2 separate regions of the Mus musculus genome follow, and region 2 is linked to region 1. The links are chromatin contacts, called in public Hi-C maps. All regions are on one chromosome and are shown on one strand. Each heading gives the region's core, a stretch centred on a gene start, on an enhancer-like site or on the middle of the called end of the contact. The rest is flanking DNA. Distances are from core to core; before and after follow the strand shown. Region 1 overlaps Pappa (pregnancy-associated plasma protein A). Region 2 overlaps Astn2 (astrotactin 2).

Region 1 (2,700 bases), core at 54-2,553:
GACAGTCAACCAAAGAAGCTGGACAGGGAGAGGCTACCTGCACTGTTCTAAAGTTCTGGAACTAACAGCAGATCTAGAGGCCTCTGCCTAGGAGACAATTCTCAATGAGAACTTGGCTTTGGAAGTTCTCCAGCCTTGGGTCTCTGTTTGGGACTGATTAGCACCTCATTGTCCCCAGGGAAATGTTATGCATTTCACACTCCTGAGAGATCCAATGCCAGCAAGGCCTACTTCTCCACAAGAAGTGAACTGTTTGTGATGTGTGGTGCAAGCCCCTGATCGATCAAATGGCCACAAGGAAAAGGTGGGCTTTCCCAAAGAATTTCTTTAAGATAACTTTCTCTGCTCCTTGCTAACAAGGTTTACTGGTGGGTTAACTAAATCTCATAGATGAGCTATATCTCTGAACCATTATTATGGTTACATTGGGCCGTATCTGTTCATTCACTCACTCCTTTCTTATATATAAGCTTCAGATTTCTGATGGACAGAAATGGGCATCTCACTCTTCTAAGGCAAACGCTGCTATTGGAATCTAAGACCGCATGGGAACACACCAGAGCTTCTTTCATAACATTTACTGGCCAGCTTCTGTGTGTCAAGTTTAGTGTTCATGTTCCTGGGGACTCTGCCAACAACATATCTTCTTTGGTGCCTTGGGACTCGGAAGTGGGGGGAAAAAAAAGCATGCCAGGACCATGCCTGTCAGGAGCAGGTGGTAAAAGTCTGGATATGATTTCTGTTAGACTAAGACAATTTTCTATTCCAGGTCCATTCTACAGGGGAGGAAATCAAGTTTCACACAGTGTAAATGATGCTGATCAAAAAAGCTGGTGACAATAACGGAATGACAAGGTTATCACATCACTCTTCTCTCTTCCATTCTTCCCTTGAGCAGGGTAGATTTGTGGTCTGGTTTTCCAGCTAGGGAGAGTAAGCAATCACAACGGCAATGACAGCAATAATCAACACAATTCCAGTTCACAACTAAAGGCACATGAAATGTTAGTTCTCATGGATCCATATCACAGGGTGGATGTGCACGTCCCACTCTACAAAAGAAGAACCAGGCAATAGCCTAAAACTATTTTGGACATCGGCTTTTAGAACGCTAGGTAGGGGCTCAGGATTCTCCAGCTAGTAAATCCTCTAACAAGGGAGAGTGATTAGTGTCGGATGTGGTGGTGGGCTTTTGTGCAGCTGACAACTGCAGCCATGAAAAGCCAGTCCAGGCTCATTTCACAGAGGCCCTCACAGGCTGCCCCTGGCTCCTAATTATGCCATTCACCAGTCACCCAGGCCTGCCTCTGAACTCCTGACCCAGTACTGAAAGACTCAGGATCTCATTACTAATCTCTTAAACCACCTAGTTCTCCAAAATACATCCATTTAAGCTAGAGGCCAAGGCTTCCGCAGGGTGGGAGGTGGGGAGAGGGAAAGCCCAGCTCTGGAGCGTCTTGTGGCATGACCGTGATCTCTTACTGGAGCCCCTGTCCCAGTTCATAAAGCAGCTGGTATGGCTGGGTGACTCAGTACAAGGCAGGCCTTGCGAAGGGTAAGTGACTGGGCTATACTAGTGCATTTGGGCCCACCTGTTTCTAATTTCAGGGGTGCAGATGGGGGACAAGGCCTGTGTTTTCTTTAATTATTATTGTTGTTGTTGAAAAGGAAGGGAAAAAAAAGAGCAGAAACTGCTAACATCTGGAGACTGCTCTTCAGTTCATGTGCTCTCCCACAGTAGAGCACAGGATCTCCAGCAAGATGATTGGTAGGTGAGTCCAAGGCTCATGTGCCACTTTCAGGAGTAAGATGCCGGAAGAATAAGGACAGTAAGGTGAGGGACTCCCCTGTGTTCCTAGGAGAGAGGGGGAATGCTATGGGTCTCCAGATATCCCAGGTTTCTTTGGAAGAATCAGTTTTCCCTCTCTTGTGCTGAAAATAAAACCTTTCTCCTATATTTATTCTGTTTCATTAATTTACTTATTCAGCTAACACTTCCTTAGCTCTTATTACGCACTAATATCTTTATTCCCATGGTATATGTGAAAAAATAAACCCCAAAGGAAAATAACAATAGAGAATCCCCACACCTCTTTCTAATAAGTGACTCCTAAACCCATGGAAAGATTATAGTAAAGAATTAAGTGAGTTGGAATGTACAGAATAACAGGTTGGTTCTGGGTTCAAGGTTCATGTAGACTGAGGGATGGGGAGGGACAAGTAAGGGACTGAAACGAACTATGCCTGAAGCCAGATCTGAAGTGTAAATTTTCTGTGTCAAGTAGACTCTAGAGATAAAAAAGGTTTGAGAAGGAAAAAAAAACTGAGCCACAGATGAGCCATGACAAAACCAGTTTTCCAGATGTTGTCAGTTGCATAAGCATGAAGGAGAAAGGTCAAGAGGCTGTGCCTTATTCCGCATACAGCTCCCAACATAATATTTTTGAAAAAAGTTAATATTTCTGATCTGTCTTCTTTTATGTTCATATAAAAAGCAAATTTCAGAAATTCTACGTGATGATACATGACTGGTATATATTGCATAAATAGATAAAACATCAGTATATACTGATTGTATCAGAGCACATGGTCTCTGTTTACTTTAACCAGAATAGACACTAGACATTAGAAAGGAAAAATAGATGCTATGGCTAGCAGTAGGTGGACATCCCGAGACATCACCTGTTCCAGATAAGAATC
Region 2 (2,700 bases), core at 164-2,663, 200 kb before region 1:
ATCATCTTACTTTCCTCTGCCTCCTTCTAATTTTTAATAGCTCTTTCCATTTTATGTCTAATCTGAGATCAGAAGCTCCCGGCCCCTAGCTGCTAGTCTAATTCATTACTTTATCATTTCCTGATTCCTGCCCAATAGAGTATAGCATTCTTGGGAGAAGTGAGAACTAAAGTAGAAGGGCCGTGGTGGGGATGGGCAGTTAGTGAGGAGCAGAATCCTTAGAACTTTGTTGTTAAGAGTATCCTCATGTAGATGCTGCTGCAGGAGAATGGACAAAGGGTGAAACATGGATTCATGGACATTGCCCCAAATTGACAAGAGAATAAGAGGAAGCAATTCCAGAGGCAAAGAGATAGCATAGCACGCTATAAGAACTAAATCCCAGAAGAGTCAAGAGCAGGGAGGACTTCAAAGAGATGGAGCTCATAGACAAGGGTTGGTTTTATGGAAGACAAAGTTGATCCTTCTAATCAGAGACCACATGAAATATTAAGTAGAAATTATTGGTGATGGTAGAGCAAAGAAGAGGGGATCAATTTATCCTGTGTTTTCAGTAAAACATGAATGGGGGGGGGGAATACATGAGGTTGGAGTGAAAGAAAGCCGATTTAGGTTAAAGTACCAAAGTGTTTTGCAGTGTGTGGTCCATTTATATCTGCATCATCATGGGGAGCATGTTAATAATGGAGATGACTGTGCTGACTCCAAAGTTACTCAATCAGGATTTTTTGGGACTAGCCCTAACTGGTTTATTCTCTCTCATTCTCTCTGTCTCTGTCTGTCTCTGTCTCTCTGTCTCTGTCTCTGTCTTTGTCTCTCTCTGTCTTTGTCTCTGTCTCTTTCTCTGTTTATGTGTGTGTCTCTGCCTGTGTCTGTCTGTCCCTGCCTCTCTTCTTCCCCCCGACCCCCGTGTGTGTGTGTGTGTGTGTGTGTGTGTGTGTGTGTGTGTGTGTGTGTGAATGATGTCTATAGGTCCAGTTGTGTAGGGTAATTAGCCACATGATAAGCAAAGGTGGGAGTTAGGGAGTCTCTATTCAGATAGCACAAGCACATGACATTACAGGACGTGTAAAAACTAATGTAAATAATTACCACAGAGATACTACAGCAAGATTTGAATGCCATGTTAGGTAAGGTGTCCCAGGGAGGAGACTACAGTAGAGATGGGATTAAAACAAAGGCCTGAAGGCAGACAAGCACCGGCCTCTTTATGAACTGTTCAGTTGTTTGCCAGGGCAGGATTATGGGGTCTCCTGATCTTGTTTCTACTCCTAGCCACACAACTTTGGAAAGGTCACAGGGCCCTCGCTGCAGGAGTCATCTTGAAAAAGGGCATCTCTCCCTCCTGCTGCCTGGATTGAGCAAGAAGCTGGACACAGGGCGAGGCAGCAGCTGTGAGTCAGACTGCCCCCACACAAGCGCAGGCGCAGGCACGGGCTCCAGCTCTAAGCTTGGGGCCCCAGTTGGGATGGAAGTTCTCCCTTGCTTTCACTATCTGAAAACTGCCTGTACAGCCAAGTGTGGTTCAATGCTGCCTTGTCTCGCTGGGAATGATCTGAGCTATTCATGCCCCTGCTGTGGGTTCCATCCCCCCTTCCTCCTGTACCCTTACCCTCCCTCCCCTTATTTCCCATTTTCTTTTGCTTTCTTCTGCTTGGTGTCGTTTGGTTTCTTTTACTCTACTTTTCCTTTTTTCCCTACATCATTCTGTTATTCCTTTGAAACCTTTTCTTTTCCATGTTTTCTTATTGGCAGTGTGATTCAGGAGACCTACTTAGAACATCAGGGGGTGTCTAGGTCCTTTCAAACTCATTTCCTTTGTGCCTTAATTCCTCCAATTCCCCAGGAAAATAGTGTGATTCAAAGGTGTTACAAAGACAAGGGCCCATCAGCATTTCTCCCAGCATTGTCTATTCCAACTGTACTTTTAAAAATGGATTTTTAAATGGGATCGTTCATAGGGATCTCAGCGTTTAGCTGCTTACTAAAACTCCTCTAAAGTTGTTATAATGTCTGAATACCCTGCCTCCCCATACCAGACCAATTTGATGAGAACTTTCCGGAGAGTGTCCCAGGCTGTAGGATATTTTTTTAAAGCTCCCTCAGCTGATTATCCTATATATTAAGGTAAAGAAGCATCCCTTTACAAACAGCTGCCTTTTGTTAAGGGCAAAGAGACAAGGACACTGCGGCCCAAAAGAGGTAAAGGGTCATATCCAGAATGAGTCAGTGTGGACAGAACTAGAACCAATCCTCTTGCCATCTCTGTCCCCTTGGCCCCACATCTGAATCACCTTAAGCAAATGCCAGGGCCTCAGGAGAGCAGCCTCCTGCCTCTGCCAGGGCCTGGCGTTAGAGGAGAGCCCCAAACACAGCCCCATTAAGCCAGGCAGGGCCTTCCGGGAATCACTGCTGGCTCTGGCTTAGAAAACAAACAAGAGTTCTTTGGCTTTTGTTGGCTGCATCCTGGAGTTGGGGAGCTCAGAGGAGAGCACCTAAGGACGCAGGTTTGCTGCTCTTCTTGGAGACAAAGTGGGGCTGCCAGAAGCAAGACCAGAGACAGGTGGGCAGCGTGCAAGGGGGTGGGGGAGCTGAGGGGAGGTGTGTGAGTCAGGAGTGCATGCCTCCCACAGATGCTGCCAGCAGGCCTCCAGAGAGAATGCACCACACATAGAAGCTAATGCCTACAGGGGAGGGAAT

The links. A called contact is a pair of places that touch in the nucleus more often than the background predicts.
Region 2: a contact with region 1 is called in a Hi-C map of uterus. The contact joins two enhancer-like sites. A contact is called at or near these places in 3 of 484 Hi-C or Micro-C datasets (embryonic stem cells and uterus).

The regions. Positions count from the first base shown.
Region 1 is chr4:65,277,369-65,280,068 of GRCm38.p6, reverse strand. All of the region lies in intron 10 of Pappa (pregnancy-associated plasma protein A), which reads right to left. Among named protein-coding and RNA genes, the nearest start is that of Pappa, 150 kb to the right of the region's middle. Within about 2 kb of position 1,303, at least 32 of the 459 cell types and tissues checked have an H3K27ac peak or open chromatin away from gene starts, as enhancers often do. A contact at or near this core is called in uterus, where this site is marked.
Region 2 is chr4:65,476,059-65,478,758 of GRCm38.p6, reverse strand. All of the region lies in intron 19 of Astn2 (astrotactin 2), which reads left to right. Among named protein-coding and RNA genes, the nearest start is that of Trim32, 130 kb to the left of the region's middle. Within about 2 kb of position 1,413, at least 96 of the 459 cell types and tissues checked have an H3K27ac peak or open chromatin away from gene starts, as enhancers often do. A contact at or near this core is called in uterus, where this site is marked.